Linked DNA regions of Gossypium hirsutum: all the other regions are linked to region 1. A link is a contact called in public Hi-C data. All regions are on one chromosome and are shown on one strand. The core of a region is the stretch at or near the end of the contact, and the rest is flanking DNA. Distances in the headings are between cores, read along the strand shown.

Region 1 (3,351 bases), core at 502-3,001:
CCATGTATAGTTAATGAAGATTCCATCACTAATATCAAAGAAAGGTTTATTCTTTTCATTCAGTTGGTTTTGCCAGCTAAGTTCTCCATCAATTGTCACACTGTCATACCTGTGTCAACAACAAGTTTAATCAGATAAAATTTTAATACACTTCAAAAAATGTTGCATAATTAAATCACGGCTTCTCCTTTTCACAAACCATATAACCAAAGATCCAGGAAGGGAGGAGTGCATAGTCTGAGTTAAATGGCTAACAAATTCTTTCAGATTAGGAATTTGGCCGATGTCCACTTTAACCTCCAAATTGAGCTGCAAGGAAGCTTTCCTTGGTTAATGACAGCCAATATATGAAGATCCCATATATTAGAGTGACATAAGGAAGAACTCTTATTTATATGATCTAACTGCTATGCTTCCTCCAAAATAGAATCAAACATTCTCTTAATTTCATCTTTCCTTGCCCTAAAAACTTAGTATCTTTGTATGTAACATGGTGCATGTGTGTATGTGCTGAGCTTTTTGATTGTTGTGTAGCATATACCAGCCATCCATCAAAGCCTAAAGCAACAGCGAGCTCTGCCAAGCGTTCAGCATACTTGTGAGCAGACTCTTTAGTGGAAAGCAGCTTCTTGCAAATAGCTGCGCCTTCATCCCATTCTGTGATAAATGTCCCCAATACCTTAGATTCCACAGACACAGACAAAAAACATATATAAAGCTTCCTTTAGTCTCTAAAACACCATAATCCAAAGAAAACGAAACAAGCTTTCAAAACACGCTGGATCACCATAACACATGAGCTACACCGGAAAAGGTCAGAAACCATTTCTTGATTGAGCAGAAAGAAAAAGATTGTGCTTTTCTATAGATCATTAAAATTTATCGCAATTGTTAATGCAACTTAAGCAAACTGTTCATAAGAAAGCAATTATAGTTAACTAGAACTCTTTTTAAGGCCCAGTGGAGATAAGGAACCTTTCTTTTAGCCTAAACCCATTTCCTTACTTAAGCAAAATATATATTTAGAAAGAAAAACCATAAATTCATACATCGCCTGGCTTTATCAATTGAGTCAGCTAAACCCACCATTATTCCACTTGAAATAAGCCGAATTAAACACTTTTCAATCAGGAAAAAAAAATGAGGGAACTGACCTTAACTCCATGCCTATGAGCAGTATTGGTCCAACAAGGAGGAGGCAGGGTGACCAAATTATGAGAAAAATAAACAAAAACATCGATCAAATACCAGTGCCAGATGGCGTAAGCGCCGGAATTATGGCCACCCTGGATCCACTTATCATCGACGTAGCCACCTTGCATGTCATGGCAAACCAAAAGCCTGGGCCTTGGAGGCAAAGCTGAATTGGGGGATGGAGAGGAACAGTGGATTTATTAAAAGGGTAGTGAAAAGAAGTAAAGTAAGAAGCGGAGTCAAGGTCTTCAAGGGAGTTGATGGGGTAAGAGATGGGAATGGAGGGCTTTGATGGGTCGAAGGGTGGTGGTGGGGGATCGGAGTTGTGGTCATCGGATTGATTGGGCATGATTTTTGCGATGAGATTGGTGATGGGTTTGAGGATTGAAGTGAAGAAATTGTGGAGATATAAGAGAGTTCTACGGGTTTTAAAGAGACGGAGAAAATAGAGGAGGCGAAGCATTGACTTGGGTGAACATGTGATGTGAGTTTGAAAGCTAAATTTCAAGGTGCCTTCATGTTAGTTTGTTTGTTTGACCATAGGAAATAAAGCATCGGAATTTAAAGGTAGACAGCTGCTGCCTTTTATAGCACATTGATTGGTTGCCTTCTTCGAAACACATGTTGGGATTGGATGATGGGGCATGGTCCCTGCATGCATTCAGATATTAGCAGATCAAGTATACGATTGTTTTTCATGCACCTAATAATTGAAGATGCAACAATGAGATGTGATGTTCATATATGCCCCTTTCTTTTTTGTGAGCGAGAGTCCACCTCGCAATGCTCACAGTTCAGCAAAACTGTGACCAATGGATCTCTGAGATCCAACAATCCAACCTTCATTATGCCCCTGCTGCTCCGGGGTTTAACGTTTTTGTCACTAATGTTGATATGCCTTCCTTTTCAAAAAACAAATATGGATGTGTTGTCTTACAATCTCATAAAATTGAAGGCATATCACACAAATAAGAAAACAGGGAGGCTAAAGAGTATTGTCTCGTGAACCTCAATGGCATGTCTTAAGACATACTAATATTGAAACAAAAGTTATTAAAAATAAAATTAGATCTGTCTCAAAACATGAATTTCCTATTTTGAGAAATAATGTTGAAATTTTATGAAAAGAGTTGGGATTTAAATCCTAATCTCGCATTACGCTTTGCTTAACCCCTAATTAATTAGATTATAATTAATATGTATTTATATGATTTTATCATATTGTATATTGAGCACGTTTGATATGAGTTACTTCAGAAACATAATATGATGTCATACAGAATCGGATGTAGATGTCAACTTTAGTGTCTATCCGCTATAGGCACTACCAATGATAAATCTATGTACTACAATTATAAATCCATGTTCCATATATAACTTCGACTGGTTTTAGGCTAAATTTAACTAGTATTTTTTTATTAAAATAAAACTGTGACATTTTTCTAAAAAATTACTTGGCATCTTCAATTTTGACTAATGATTAAACTCGCGGCAAAGAGGTACTTAGGTAGGTAAAAGTAAAACTCTTTCTGCTTCTATTTTTTTAATCGCTAACACTCTAAAATCAAATGTATAAATCTGGTTCCCCTAACATACACATTACAATAGTTGTAGTGACTGAATCAACAAAATCAAATGTGAAATAAAGAAATTCAGAGATTGGAACAATTATATAAATTCAGACATATCAATATGCTGCGCGTCTACTTTCCATCACTTGAACACCAAAACTCTACTTTCCAAAATCCATTGTTAAAAGAGCTGTAGAGAATTGGTCTTCTAGAAAAAGTAACGGCCGTACGCCTCAAGCTCTTCCTTCAGAAAGGGAAAGGGCAAGTCAAACCCTGCAAAACTACATACTTGAAAGTTCAAACTAAATCTTCAGTTCCTGTCAACTTTGCAAACTCAGTTTCATCAATAGCCCCCTTTTTTAGTTTCTTCAATAGCCGATATTCCCGGGTCAATTCCTCTTCATCTTCAATGGTTTGGGCAGCACGTCTCTGTTTAGCAGTTTTCTTCTTCATGACAGGGGCGGCAGCGTATGTGGCCCTTTCGGGTTTCTCAGGTTTTGATTCTTGTTGCTCTCGTTCTTTCTTTGTTTGTAAATTTTTCTTCCTCTGTTTCTCACGAGATTTATCCCTATATAATTACCATAAT
Region 2 (3,351 bases), core at 368-2,867, 830 kb after region 1:
TATTTGTATACCTTCTTTATTAATAGTTTGGATATAATGTTAAACTAATGACTAGTATCATTAGGTATTTCTTTTTTTTTTTAACTTATCATGTCTAAATTATTCATGTAATAAATTCATATGTTTTAAATATGTTTCATGCTAGATTTATACATGTGTTTAATATCTAAACTAATGATTAGATCAATAAAAGGATTAAATTGATAAAATATTATTACTTTAATATTTAATAAGAATATTTTAACATTTGAATAAGAATTGGAGGAGTTTTAATAATTAACCATTATTTATTTATTCGTACTACAAGTACAAAGTCAAGTTGCTTTTTGGTTTAGGATGAGGGCCACATACCAAGGCCGTGGTGTACGCTTTCGGTCCTCGAAGAGTCGATCAGTGCAATTTTATGGTCAATAACTTACTTGAATATGTAGTCTTGTACTCTAGTTAAGCCTCTCTTTTTTTTAATTTCGATTTTACAACTATAATTATATTACTGTTACAAGAATAATATAACTATAAATATAAGTATATTAAATCAATATAAAACATAAAATAAAGAGTTAGAATAATTCGGATAAAATTTATCTATGGGTTTAATCTTACTTATAGGCTGATTCTCGATATTTTTAGACTCTAGACGAAACAATAAATTGAACCTTTTTTAAAAAAAATTATAAAATGTAATATAATAAAAGTTAAAAAAAAATTAGTACCTTAGGAGATAAGCATTTAAGGTCAAAAACTGAAAGTCGTAGACATTTAATTAATTTATTTTAGTCTAATTTTTTTCTCACATTAAAAGTTAAATTTTTTTTTGAACCCCTTCCAACCCTGAGCCAGGCGGTTTCACTCTGAAACAACCCTTAAGCCTGGGCCTGCTCAATTATGATAACTATACATGATGATATCAAAAACTCACACATAACAATTGCATTTGGTGAGATTCGAAATTGAGTACTTATAATTTTATAGAGAAATGAATATATATTATTATTTAAAATTTTAATTGAGTTGGTGTTATGAGTTAATCAACATTAATTTAGTTTAAAATAACAAAAAAATTATTATTTTCATAAATTTATATCATTATAAAAGTGGTTTTTTTATCTTTTAAAAGTTTTTTTTTAAAAAAAGATAAAATCTAACATACAATAAGATTTAAATATAAGGGTAAGACACCATGAATTTAACAATCTCTTTTTATTTATTTTCTAAGTAAATTTTTAATAAATATATTTTATATAATTTTTTTCATTCATATAAAAATAAAGAGGCACATGCATAAATACAAAATAAAAAAGAATATTAATTTATTTTTAAATTTTATTTAAAAAGCAGTAGGGTAAATATAATTTATTTTTAAAAATAAGTAAAAAAAAAAAGTAAAAGCAGTATTAATGAAGGAGTAGGTATCTTTTTTTTGTTTGAGCATTGAGTAGGTATCTTTCGAATGTGATATTTTTTATTTACTAGATTTTCATTAGATATAAAGAAAAAGAAAATTAAGAAGGAAAAGAGTACAAGTCCATCCAACCAAACCAACGACTACTGGACTGGAGTCATTGAATGAGACAAGTCATTATCATAACATATAAAGACCATATAAATGAACCATAAGCAGTTTTAGATTTATTTGGAGGGGACGCTCATTAGATAAGATGGAATAAAAATGGAGATGGAAATGTAAGATGAAATTAACAATAGAGGGAGGTGAGATTCGGATTAGGATTAGGGAGCCGCAGAATTGAAAGAACACGCACACACACACACACTCTCTGAGTCTGCTTTCAATGGGGCCGGAATCAGGAGTTTCGATTCCTTCTCCTCCGCGAAATCCTTCCTCGGTTAGTGTTCATTTATTTATTTTAAGATTTTTGAATCTTGTTCTTGTGTATTTGGTTTTCAATTTTGATTTCATTTCTTATCTGCGATCTCTTCGGTTTCCGATGCTTTACAATCTTGATGGCATCTCCCTTGTTTTTTACTTATCTCTTTCTCTCAGTCACAGCTCTACTTTCAAATTCAATTAAGCTGCTCTAGTAGCTTCGTCACTCTTTTAGGCTTTTAGTTTTTTACTAACCTAACCTCTGCCTTTTTTTCGGCTTACTTTACTGTCCATGTCATCTTTTTTCTTTCTTTCTTTCTTTCAACCTTTTCTTCTGATATAATATAGTTATAACATAAATTTCAAATATTTTTTATCCTCCTCATGGATCCGCACCCCGATTATAGGAAGGTTGAATAAAGGTCACTTTTTTTTTGCTAGAATGTTGTGCTTATACGTAGTAAACCAATTTCTGAATTCCAGTTCAATCAATGTGTCTTATACATGTAAATCACTGGAGCAAAATCATTGATCTAATGGCCACTGTTATCAAAAAACGCATCTTGAAAACCAATATGACATGCATATGATCACTTTGGTGTTAATTCCTAGTAAAATCAAATGTTGGCCTGAATTTCTTTAATTCTTTATTTTTTTTCTTTTAATATATTAAAAAAAGAAAGGATATTTCCTTTTCTACTCAATATTTTTCTATATTGACCACTGCTTTTGCTGGAGTTTTGGGTCTAGGTGTGTTCCGGCATTAATCGTGGCATTATCATTTGTTTTTATTTGAAACTCAAAATTGTTTTAAGTACCTGAATCACTTTTGCAGCTTTCATGGGTCAATCTCTCCAGGAACCTAATATTAGCATACCAGAGCCTCGGGGTGGTGTATGGAGACCTGAGCACTTCACCTCTTTATGTTTACTCAAGCACGTTCATAGGGAACTTGCAGGATCATCAGAATGAAGATGCAATATTTGGAGCATTTTCCTTGATTTTTTGGACCCTTACATTGATACCCCTTCTTAAATATGTGTTTATCATGCTGGGTGCAGATGATAGCGGTGAAGGTGTGGTGAATCATTAAATTTCATAATGGATATTACTCTCCTATAAAACTTTGGCTAACCATTTAACATCATGTTTACATGATTTCTTATCAGGTGGCACTTTTGCTCTTTACTCGCTGCTTTGTAGGCATGCAAAATTTAGCTTGCTTCCCAATCAGCAAGCAGCTGATGAAGAACTCTCCGCCTACAAATATGGGCCCTCGATGCAGGTGGCCACTGGTTCTCCATTGAAGCGATTTTTGGAGAAGCATAAAGCGTTAAGGACAGCCCTTCTTGTTGTGGTACTCTTTGGTGCTTCTATGGTCATAGGTGATGGTGTGCTCACTCCGGCAATATCAGGTAGATATTTATATGGCTAACTAAATTTTAATATTGCAAATTCTTAGGTTATCATCTTTGTGGCTGTGGATTATAAAGTTTCAATACTTTTTCTTTCTTGGAATTTCCTCT
Region 3 (3,351 bases), core at 614-3,113, 690 kb before region 1:
TAAGCATTTTGGATGATTCCCTTTTTATTAATGAGATGTAAGATATTTTAAAAGAGCAGAAGAATTACCAGTTACAAATGCTTTCTGAAGTTGTCCACTTAGCCCTGTGGCCCAAGGTTTCACAGTAGATACCTTGTAAGTTTTCAAGAGATAGGCAATGATTATTAATATTAGAAGAAATGTACCACCCCCTATGCTTCCGACTAGTATTGCTGCTTGATGACTTGACTTAGAGTCAGGAATAGAAGGATTGCTTCCCGATGGTGATGGAGCAGAAGTATTAGGTACTGTATCATTTCCAGAAGGTTTAGAAGCAGGAGCAGAGGGAGGTCGTGGAACAGGAGCACCCCTTAAATATGTACTATTTGTGGATGGTTCAGAAGATGCAGGATGAGTTGGAGCTCTAGATGTACGAGGAGATGGAGGCATACTATAATTTAAAGGGGGTGCTTTTGGTGACTTTGCAGAAGTGTTTGCCGTTTCTTGCAGCAATCTCCTTAGCACTGCACCTTCAGATCGGTCACTGTTCCTACAAGAGCATAAACAAGGATTAAATAACTGAATAAAAAAGACTAGAAAGAAACACAGCATTGCCCCGGGTATGAGAATTGAATTGTTGACTTACTGGATTGTTAGGGAGAGATCGTTGCTGAGTCCAGATGGAAGCGATTCATTGAAATTATTGTATCCCAAGTCTAATACCTCTAATTCCTTCAGTTTGCTGATCCCTTCGGGGATAGTTCCGGTAAAAGAGTTGTTCCGCAAGATACTGTGGGGGAAAACAATTGCTTCAGAACAGTGCATACAAGAAAAGTAGATCGCCAAATCGCACTTTGCTTTTGATATCAACAATCCGATAAAGATCATACTTACATAGACTTAATATGAATTAGAGTTCCAAGCTCAGGTGCCAGTGTTCCTTCAAGACAAAGATCTTTCAAATTCCTGCATTTTTATTCAGTCCATCAAATCCTTAAACAAATTAAAGGAAATAATTCATCACAATTTGCCTAAACTTTGAATCAGTATTCAGCACAAATACCAGTGCCTTTATCTGACCAAAAAATCTACTTAAAATCCCAATTTCACAAATAAATATATATATATTGAAATTTGGTAAATTAGATATCAAAGCTAGTATTTGATATTATGTTACTACTTACAATCATATCTCAAAATTGTAAATGATACTCTCCCGACCAAAAAGTAAATAAGAAATTATTAAAGGCAGAAGATTTCATTTATGTTTCCTTTCTTTTCTCGGAAACCAAACATCATCCACCCAAAAACAAACATTGGTGCCAAAAAAAACTTACAAAGCAATAACTTTGCCATCACAGCACTCGACACCAAACCAAGAACAATGGTTAATCTCTCCATTTTCTTCCTTCCAAGCCCACAAAGCACCAAATGGATCATTCACCACTCTCTCTCTTAGTCTCAACAAAGCAAATCCTGCATATCCATTACCAAAAACCATTGTTTTCCCTCCATTTTCCCAACAAACAAACCAAACCCAAAAATTGAAACAAAAAAGTGAAAAGTTTACCTTCTTCATTCAACGACCAACAAGCCAAACTTTGACATAATAAAAGCAGCAAAACACCAACTCGAAACTCTTGTCTTAGTCTTACAAACTTCCAGTTCTTCTTCATCATCATCGTCTTCTTGTTTGAGAGGTCTTCACTCGAAAAAAAAAACCAGAAAATTTTCACTATGATAGGAAGAAAAAACAAAAAAAAAAAAAGAAACGCGGCTGAGTCAGTGGGTGAATCTAACACGATATTAGAGTTAAGACAATTTTCCTTGTTTTTCTATTTGTTTCTGGTTTTGAAAACGCGTACACTCAAAAGACTCACTGAACAACGTATCAACCTTTACAAATTTCTCCCTTATTTCATTTTTAGCCGCAGTAAATAATAAAGGTAAATTAAGGTTCCGGATAATTTTCTTTTGGCATAATTTCAAAAAATACCCTCAACATTTAGGGGATTTTGGTTTTGTGCCCGTATTGACACTCTCAACGTTACAATTTTTTAAAAAATCAGTCTAATTTTAACGGTAAATATTAGTTTACAGTCAATCAAATTACAGATCAACAAAGTATCTTATGTGGCATGCCACGTAAGCATAATGTCATAATTTTTTTTTCATTTTATATCCATTCTTACTTCTTCTTTCTTTCTCTCTTTCTTCTTCATGGTTTTTGCATTAGATGGAAACCAATAAAACAAAACCAACAAATTTCCTCAAGTAGCCTCTCACAAATCCGTTCTCTAGAAATCCACCTACCAATGATCTTGCTCCATTGCGGTCTCTATTGCCAATGGAGCCTCCTGCATCAACTAGTACATGTGCAGCTCAATTCGTTTTCCTCATCACATATCTACCCATGGGAAACTAAACAAAGCCTCTGTGCAAAGTCTATTAACTCCTCCACTACTGTCAAACGTTCTAAGGTTTGAAATCTTATCTTCCTCAATGGTGGAGAAAGAGGCATTGTCGAAGCTCACTAGGGCCAACCCACCAACTGAAGACATGGATCTCAAAAACCTTAACTCCTTCGCCCAAAACCCTAATGCCAGAGACGATGCCAACGGTGACTTCGAATCGAGTGCAAGAGATAGGAAAATGACGAAGAAACCGAAGACGTTTCTAAAAAGTAGAAACTAGAGAAGTCCGTAGAGGAAGAAAGGTTGGAGAAAAAGTCAGATGGGTCACCGAATTTGGGTCGTGTTCGACTCGATTCGAAGGAGTTCGGGTCGTCATCGGAGATGCTTGATTACTTCTACTATTTTCTTCACCATTGAGGTACTCAACTGAACTTTAACAAGGTACTAATTAAATTATCTTCTTTTTTTTCTTTGGTTTCGCTATTAGCTTTCATTAGTATTTGCGATTAATTTGATGATCTATTCTATGTAGAAGAAATTTTTTATTTTTGTTTGTATCAATAGTAGTATTACAATCATAGCTTTCATGGTGAATGAATATAGTATAAGAATTTTTTTTTATTTCACTGTTAGTGTTCATTGGTTTTGATGCACTCAGAACAATTTTTTTATAGATGACATTATCTATTACATCGTGCTGATGTAGCATGCCATATAAGCTATTTTGTTGACGTGCAGTTGATTGACGATCAACTCATATTTACTGTTAAAATTGGGCTGATTTTTAAAAAAAATCGTAATATTAAGGGTGTCAATCAAAAAATAAAAAGGTTAAGGGCTAAAACCCATAAATGTTAAGGGTATTTTCAAAATTATGCCTTTTCTTTTTAACTTTTTCTATTTGTTTTCATTTACATTTTATTTTACATCTATTCATCGGTGAATATGGTTAAAATAT

The links. A called contact is a pair of places that touch in the nucleus more often than the background predicts.
Region 2: a contact with region 1 is called in a Hi-C map of leaf, with 1.9 times the contacts expected there. The contact joins the promoter of LOC107896301 here to the promoter of LOC107957163 in region 1. A contact is called at or near these places in 2 of 34 Hi-C or Micro-C datasets (both in leaf).
Region 3: a contact with region 1 is called in a Hi-C map of leaf, with 1.9 times the contacts expected there. The contact joins the promoter of LOC107957317 here to the promoter of LOC107957163 in region 1. A contact is called at or near these places in 4 of 34 Hi-C or Micro-C datasets (callus and leaf).

The regions. Positions count from the first base shown.
Region 1 is chrA05:80,879,693-80,883,043 of Gossypium_hirsutum_v2.1, forward strand. LOC107957163 (cytosolic endo-beta-N-acetylglucosaminidase 1) reads right to left here and starts at 1,752. Exons shown (of 12, transcript XM_016892606.2): 1 at 1,366-1,752; 2 at 1,155-1,363; 3 at 542-679; 4 at 200-309; 5 at 1-109. The coding sequence starts at 1,657. It also overlaps the pseudogene LOC107957164.
Region 2 is chrA05:81,711,521-81,714,871 of Gossypium_hirsutum_v2.1, forward strand. LOC107896301 (potassium transporter 4) reads left to right here and starts at 1,618. Exons shown (of 10, transcript XM_016821448.2): 1 at 1,618-1,844; 2 at 2,661-2,901; 3 at 2,995-3,240. The coding sequence starts at 1,791.
Region 3 is chrA05:80,191,203-80,194,553 of Gossypium_hirsutum_v2.1, forward strand. LOC107957317 (probable inactive receptor-like protein kinase At3g56050) reads right to left here and starts at 1,864. Exons shown (of 8, transcript XM_016892821.2): 1 at 1,550-1,864; 2 at 1,317-1,455; 3 at 874-945; 4 at 626-769; 5 at 69-529. The coding sequence starts at 1,661.